Regions from separate parts of the Rattus norvegicus genome. Here region 1 is linked to region 2. Evidence: chromatin contacts called from public Hi-C data. All regions are on one chromosome and are shown on one strand. The core of a region is the stretch at or near the end of the contact, and the rest is flanking DNA. Distances in the headings are between cores, read along the strand shown.

Evidence for each region. Hi-C and Micro-C count contacts between places; a contact is called where the count stands out from the background.
Region 1: a contact with region 2 is called in a Hi-C map of mammary epithelial cells, with 2.3 times the contacts expected there. The contact joins the promoter of Brd7 here to the promoter of Cyld in region 2. A contact is called at or near these places in 2 of 12 Hi-C or Micro-C datasets (frontal cortex and mammary epithelial cells).

Annotation. Positions count from the first base shown.
Region 1 is chr19:34,880,377-34,884,588 of GRCr8, forward strand. Brd7 (bromodomain containing 7) reads left to right here and starts at 1,928. Exons shown (of 17, transcript NM_001401243.1): 1 at 1,928-2,186; 2 at 2,378-2,586. The coding sequence starts at 2,138. It overlaps LOC120098503 (a long non-coding RNA gene), which reads right to left and starts at 3,098. Exons shown (of 5, transcript XR_010060124.1): 1 at 2,693-3,098.
Region 2 is chr19:34,545,702-34,549,671 of GRCr8, forward strand. It overlaps Cyld (CYLD lysine 63 deubiquitinase), which reads right to left and starts at 1,417. Exons shown (of 17, transcript NM_001017380.1): 1 at 1,373-1,417. It overlaps LOC120098599 (a long non-coding RNA gene), which reads left to right and starts at 3,345. Exons shown (of 4, transcript XR_010060122.1): 1 at 3,345-3,470.

The sequences.
Region 1 (4,212 bases), core at 678-3,177, 340 kb after region 2:
CTGAAGCAACTAAACTTCTTTTGTGCTGAGAACCTGGTCTTGGAGTGTCTTGAGCTGACTTTGAGGTTTCCTACAGAGGTTTACTTCCCTAGCGTACCACACATGGAAATAAATATACAAATCTTGCTGGGAAAAATCATCCAAGAGTCCAACTTGGTGTTGGTTTTTGTTGTTGTTGTTTCAATTTATGTGTGTGAGATTGTATCTAGGTGCACTGAGTGAATGCAGGTGCCCAAGGAGTCAGGACAAAGCAGGAGACATCGCCCTGAAACTGGAGTTACAGGTTCTGTGAGCTGGTGGATGTGTGTATGTACTGGGAACTGAACTCGGGCCTTCTGGAAAAACAGCAAGTGCTCTAACTCCTGCGTCTTCTCTCCACTCCCAAGTCCACTTCTGAGTACAGTAGAAATGATCGCTATCAGATTCTTTCTTCGGGACAAAAAGAAATCGTAAGTTTATTTTACAAAACATATAGGGCACTATAAAGGGCATATAGAACCCTTTGTACTGTGTGTAGTAACTAATGAAAAGGATTGAGACTCCAGTTCAGGCCTGGATTGAATACTGATTCTACATCTGACCCCTACCTTACTTCCTTCTGTGGGCATCCATTTCCTCCATTATAAAATGGAAATATAAATATTACCTGCTTTTTCTATTTTGTAAAATCGTCACACACACACACACACACACACACACACACACACACACCACACATACCACACACACACACACACCACACACACACAAACACACACACACACCACACACACACACACACACACACACACACAAACACACACACACACCACACACACACACACTGACAGGGCTTTGTTTCCTGTGTTTCCCAGACACCTCTGGACATGTGACATTGAGCACTATTTTTAGATAGCATGTCACTATGTAGCCCTGGCTAGTCTGGGATTCAGTCCTCCTGCCTTAGAGTTGCTGGGATGCGCCAGCACACACGCCCACGCGTGCACCACCACACCCACACCCAGCACAAGCAGATCTTAAACGTGGCTTATCTGTGCCAGTGGACAAAATTGTCAGTGAGCCACTGCCCAGAAGGGCTGGGCACCCAGAGATAAGAGAACAGGAAGGGCACTGACCAACCCACGAACAAGTTAGAAGCAGACAAAGCAGCAGGCAGCCTGGGCCTCCCTGGGGAGCCAATAGTTGCAACTTCATCAGCTTTTCTCAGCAAGTTGTAGCTAATTTCTAGACCCTTAGCTTTCTTTTCTTTCCAGTTATTTTAGCATATAAATTGTATTTTTAAACCACAAAGAAAAACATAAAACTAAAGGAATCCATCCCCATACCGTCCTGGTCATCTGAAATAATCAAATTAAGCAGTGCTGTGTTTCCAGCCTTTGAATCCATGCCACACCTTCACTTCCGGTCTCGCTTTCCAAGTGCACTGCTCCACACTTGATGCGTTTTATTTAGTTAACTTCTTGCAGGCTTTACCCTACCGTCAACAAACCTTTGTTTTTGTTCTTTCTGTATCTATTTGTTTGTGTAAGGGATGCAAATGGATGTAAACGTTAGAGGACAACAACTTTCAGGATTAGAGTCTCTCCATCATGTGGAACCTGGAGATCAAACGAAGATCATTAGGATTGGCAGGACCAGTATTCTTGGTTCTGCCAGATCCGGTACAGATGGAGTTCAATACTATTGTTAAAGACAAGAAACAAAAGTGAAGAAAAGTTAAAACGACTCAAGAAAGGAGGGAAGAGAGTCAGGGAAGAAAAAAAGTCAGAGAGGCGGGCCCCGCCTCCGAGCCCGCCCCCAGACACGGCCCCGCCCTCCACCACAGGCTGCAGCGCCGCCTCCGGCCGCCAGGGGCCACTACGCGCCGCAGCCTGCACCCAGACCGCTTGGTGGCCCTTCTCTCCCGCCGGTGCGCCGGCCTCTCGCCCTCCCGCCACTGCTTTCGCGCTTCTGCCGCGTCCCGCGCGTGGTCTTCTCGTGAGGGACCTCGCGCCGCCGGGCGCGTGCCGTCCCCCTGCCTCGCGGCGCGGGGTCTCGCGGGCCCCGCTCCCGCCCTCCGCTCGCCTGGCCCGGACCGGAAGCGGCGCCGCACGGCCTGGGCCTGGCGCGGGGGGCGGGCTCTGGGGCCCGGTGGGACATGGGCAAGAAGCACAAGAAGCACAAGTCGGACCGACACTTCTACGAGGGTGAGGAACCACGGGCCTGCCAGCAGAGCCGCGCCGCCCCTGCCCGCCAGGCCCCGACCCGCGGAGATCCTCCGGCGGGGCGGCGTTCGACTCGGGCCTGCCGGCCCCGGCGGGTGTTCGTGGGGCGCTGGGAGGTGGGGCGCCAGCTCTCGGTCTGCCCCGAGTCAGCCTGCGCCCTGCTCTTGTTTCAGAGTACGTGGAGAAGCCCCTGAAGCTAGTCCTCAAAGTGGGAGGGAGCGAAGTCACTGAGCTCTCCACGGGCAGCTCCGGGCACGACTCCAGCCTCTTCGAAGACAGAAGCGACCATGACAAACACAAGGACAGAAAACGGAAAAAGAGGAAGAAAGGAGAGAAGCAGGCTCCGGGGGAAGAGAAGGGGAGAAAACGGAGGAGAGTCAAGGTAAAGGTGGCTATATTGCTTATGGCCCGTGTCCAGCTCCTTATCCCTCTATCCAGTGGGACACCAAGGGACCTGGGAAGTCTGGCTTTGTGGGAGTAAGACAGACCTGAAGCCTGAATCGCCTGGGAGCTCAGCAAGTCTTGTCTTAGGTATCCTCTCGAGCACTCTCGCTGTCCCCACACATCCTGCAAGCAACTGAGTCCTGGTCTTCTGTGGCTGCCTCAAAGGCTGTTTTTATAATTGTCCTGGAAGGGTGAGAAGTTATTCACCACAAAGCGTGGGGGGTTTTGCAAACGTAGCTGTTCTTCAGAAGTGAAGGCGATCTACAGGTGTCCACATGTTCTTCTGAAATAAGCTATTTTAATGCCAAATCGAGCTGACGAGGTGTGGCGATGGCACGTGCCTGTAATCTCAGCACGCAGGAGACTGAGGCCACCCTGTGCTGCTGCTGCTGCTGCTGCTGCTGCTGCTGCTGCTGCTGCTGCTGCTTAATGCAACTGTCTCCCTAAAAAAGAGTCAAGTTTAAGACTCTTGAAAAGAGCCTAAAATAATTATAAGCCAAGAGTAAAAAATAAACAATCATTTTCATTAAATAGAAAAGAATAAGTATCTAATGTCTTGATTTACCAGGTAGGCTGAATAGTGTGAATTAACTTAGTAACTGGAGCCATCCATATCTGAAATTGTCCTAGAATTCTGTGCTTCCAGAATTTTAGCTGCCTTTAAGTAGCTTGCTAAATTGATCAGTGCTTTTTAAAAGTCATCCTTTCTGAAGCTTGGTTTTAGAATTTTTCTTTGCTTTGTACAGTCATTGGTGAGTAGCCAAGCCTTAGAGATTGTCTCTTTAAAATGTCTTAAATTGTTCAGGAAGGGGAAAATGTTTTAGATGTATTCCTTTCTGCCCTGATTTTGTTGTTTGACCGTGACAGTGGTCTCAGGCTGTGGTCAGGCTGCCTGGTGTTCTCATTTCCTAAGTTACAAAACTGCACAGGCATGAGTCCTTTTGTTCTAACTGAGAACTTTGGAAGTGACCGTGTAGATTGTTTTACCTGTGAGCTCAACAAGACTCGCCTTGATTATTCTCTTGGGCTCTCGGACATCAGGTGTGCAGCTGGCCCAGAACTCAGTATGTAGCTATCATTCTGTTTTTTCCTGTTGCTGGGATTATGGATGGCTTAGAAGCCTAAGAAAAAAATTGAATAGGTAGATTTTGGTATGCTCTCCACATTTAAAAATCTTTGCCCTTGGGTAGACTTCTCATACAGATAACAGAGTTTGAGTCAGTATAGAAAATTAAATTGAAAACTATTTTCTCTCAGAATTTTAAAATTTAGTGCATGGGATTGGGGTGCATGCAGGTACTTGTGGAGCCCAGAAGAGGGTGTCAGATTCCTTAGAGCTGGAGTTACAAGCAGTCAGTCCTAAGCTGTCCAAAGCTGTAAGAACAATGCTCTGAATTGTTGAGTCATCTTTCCATTCCCCCCTTCTCTCAGAATTTTAAGACTGAAAGTTACTCAGACTTTACTTCTTTTCTGGCTGCTGGTAAGGGTCCTGATTCAGTCTGTGACCAGTATTTGCTTTCTTAGAACTTTTGGATTGGCTCTCTGTTGTCATTTTCCTTTAACA
Region 2 (3,970 bases), core at 167-2,666:
TGAGGAGCAGGGTAATTACTGCCCTCTTTCTTCAAGTACTAAAGACTTCCTTAAATCACTTAACCACATTTAGGTATCTTCTGTTTAATATGTCATTTTTACATAACAAGTCCCTGGTCTTATCAGCTCATCTCACAAGTTACCAGTCCAAACAAGGCTCTCTTTGAAAGAATACCTTAAATTTTTTCAGCAGAACATTAGAGAATGTTCTGAGTGCTGTCAACATTCAAATTACATGAACTTCACTAAGAATTTCCAGCAAATCATTTTTCCTTCATACTGTTCTAGTGCAAATCCACCCACTACCCAGCGGGGAGCAGCAGGCTAAATTCTTGGGGGCCATTCAACCTACTTGAGGTATGAGGGGGTGTGCAGGAGATGGATGCTAGAATGCACGCCCTCTTGATGCCTACATTCTTCTCTGGAGTCAATGATTACAAAAATGAGCAATCTTATTAGGAATCGCTGATTAGCCCCAGCACAGACACACAAAGCAAGGTATGAATGAATGCTCCTCTAAGGAGACAACTTTCCAGGGAAAATTAGAGAGAGGAAGGTGGAGGGGATGGTGGGGGGTTGGGAGATGTCAAGGCTTGGTGGCTAGAGGATGACAAACCCCTAAAACATGCAAATGCCAAGGGGTGGAACAGAAAAAGATGCCAAGGACATGAATAACCTGGCACCTGACCCAAATGAACTCAGTTCAAGACCGTGATCATTCAGGACTTGGCGTCCTCCTACAAGGCTGACCATAATAATAAAAGGAAAGAAAGGTACCTGTCTCAACCGGTCAGTTGCACCTTCCAACTACACAACTGTGCAAAACCATCCTCCCCCCTAGACCAGAGAAACTGAAAGAAAAAGCAAAACACGCCATTAGCGAGGACAGGCTGCTCTTCCGGGAGCGAAGCCATCAACACCCCACAAAACAGCACAGGCGTGAGGTACCATAACCAGAGACTCCCCTGCCTCCTGCAGCCTTTGGAAGCCAGGTAGGATCCGGCCTCAGTTTCCCCATCTGTCAATGACGGCGGGCCAGAGAGAGAGACTGAGTCCTGTGCTGCTCCTACCCAAGCCCTACGGTGCAGGAGTCCCGCGACTCGGGAGCCCTCCGGGAGGCTGGAGGTGGGCAGCCGCGGTTGACGTCAGAAGCTCGTCGGCCCGGGGCAGCTAACGGGCGGGCGCTGAGGCCCGACGGTCGCCTCCGCCGCTCAAGGCGCCCGAGGCAGGGCAGGAACACTAGAGACCTAGCTTCAGCCGCGCGGCCGCGCACACTCACCCGCCTCGGCCGCCGCCCAGCGCCGCAGCCCAGGCTTCAGAACCGGCGTCCCGGGCCGGCCCGGCACCCCACACCCACCACCCCAGTATTTACCTCAGGCGCGCGGGCCCCCGCGCAGCCGAACCTGCTACCTGGGCCCGCCCCCACCTGCCCCGCCTCCGAACCGCCCGCGGGGAGGGAGGAGCGGGGGCGGGGAGGATAGAAGCCACGCTAGCCAATCACATCCAGAGAACCGTCCCTGCGCGCGATCTGATTGGTTATTCCTGTAACAGACCTTCTTCCAATGGCTGCCGGCACGGTGCTAGCAGAAGGGACTTTCCGCTTGGTCAAGCTCGGTGGAGCCAAAGGAAAAGCGAAAGGGCGGAGCAGAGGAGAAATAGTGGGGGCGAGGAGCGATGGCTGATTGGGCAAAAGGCTGCCGGTGCCACGTCACCATTGGCTGGAACCACATCTGGGCGGGGCGCTGTGCTCCCAGCTCCACCCTCCTTGCGCAGGTCTTGGCTCTTGGCTTAGTTGTCAAAACTAAGGTGGGAAGAGATCCAGAGGAGAACTGAGAATAGTTTTCAGGATTCCATGAAAGAGCAAAGCTTAGAATCACACCTAGAGTCAATGTTTTCTTTCTCAGTTTCTCAACATGTAACATGGAGAGCTCCCAACCGTGCTGAGCCTCAATTTCCTCATCTGTAGAATGGAGGTGTTAGTACCACCTGTCTTACCGGATTATTGTGAAATGCTTCATAAGTATCTCCTAACAGTAGGCTTTCTGTTTTTTTTTTTTTTTTTTGGCTCTTTTTTTCGGAGCTGGGGACCGAACCCAGGGCCTTGCGCTTCCTAGGCAAGTGCTCTACCACTGAGCTAAGTCCCCAACCCCCTTTTTTTTTTTTTTTTTTTGTATTTTTTTTTTTTTAACAGTAGGCTTTCTGGACAAACTGAAGCTCTTTCTGCCCTAACATGGGGTCTGGGAAACCTGCTGTTTTTTGAACTTCTGTGGCCACCTCTCTCAGGTTGGAGAGAGTCTCCTAAGGATAAAGAAAGGCTTTCGACCCTCTACCTTACCCAGGACTGCGTCCCTGGCCACCAGCCGGAATTGAGGATATAGTGAAGGATCTTTCAATTAGAAGGAAGGATTCTGACTCCCAAAAGTGCTCAAAATATTTAATGAAACTCTTTTTTTTATAATCAGCCCCAGAGCCTGGCAGCCTGGCAGCACATGCCTCGCTTCACTGGATAGTCCTCTTAATTAATTCCTTCTCTTTTGACATTTTAACTACTAATTATGAGAAAGGTAATTAATACTGAGAAAGTGAGGTGTGTGTGTGTGTGTGTGTGTGTGTGTGTGTGTGTGTGTGTGTTTAATCATGACACAAATTTCCCCAGTGGAGACTGCCGTGTTTCTGAAAATCCAAAGAACGGAAACCAATAAGAACATAGAAGCAGCAGATGGGTGCTTACTAACAGTTAAAGCTCACCACTCCTCTCCCCGATGAAATTGGCATCTTTTGAAAACTGAAGCCTCAACTCTCTCCTGTCTTTCGTTGGTATACACATATCCTGTTGCCGGCCTCCAGAGCTCAAGCAACATGATATAGATCATTAGTGACACGCGGTGACCTTAGACAACATTCCCCTGAGGACCTGAATCCTCCCATGATACGGACAGGATTCGGAGATCCAACCTGGCTGTGTAGGAGAACATCTCAGCCTGAACACTGGTTTTGCTTGACTCCATCCAATAAGGAAAAGAGTTGAGGAAGTGGGCTTTGGGAATCTTTTAGTGAGTCAAGCAGTCCTATCTTCTCCAGATTGCCAGAGTCCTCCCATTCTGTCTTCTCTCCTCAAATCCTTTCTCTCCTGCTCATTGCCCCGGGGCTCCTGGAGACATGATTTGCCGCTCCTGGTTGAAGCATCTTTTTGTCCTTTCTGGTAGTGGCATCTGGTACAGGTGACCGCGTACCTCACTTCTCCTCCCCTCCCCCGTCCTCTTGACAAAGGCTCTCTGTGCTCACTGCACCGGGGGTCAGGACCTGACTTCATCCAAGATCATCAGCTCAGCCAAACCTTACATGCAGGCTCTTCTTCGTCGCCATTCCGGGTCAGTTGGTACTGGCTGCCTCGAATTGAGCAGTCACGACGCTGAAGCTGTGTACCCACCATGATCTGACACAGGAGAACGATGTCATCATCACACTAGGTATTATTTGCAGCTCATCGTTCAGGCTCTCATTTGATAAAAGGGAGATTAAGGCCCAGAGTGGGGAAAATAGCTCCCCTCAGTCACACGGCAACTGTTTCCTCCCCTGTGTTTTAGTGGTATCTCTGACCAAAGTGCTTACCATACCTCCACAATCTTCCCTTCGAGTAAGACCCAGAAGACCAAACTCTACCAGCTGTCGTTTCAGACGACGCCAGGCCCCACTCATCACCTCTGGCTTCCCTACCCTCAGCCTGTCCCATCCAGCTTGGCCTTGGTTCCATGCAGATCAGGTTAAGTAGCTGAGCAGCCACCAGAAACCTATCTAGGTAGACAAGAGGAATGCCCGGTCTGCCTTCCTGGGAGAGCGAAGCAGGGTATCGCTCCTCCTCCCCTGTAACTATTGACAGCTCAGTCGAAGTTTGGAAAAAAAACAGTCTAGGAACTCTGAGAAGGGAGCGGTGCGGTGCCCTCGGAGGCAGCCTGAAAAGGTTCCTGCG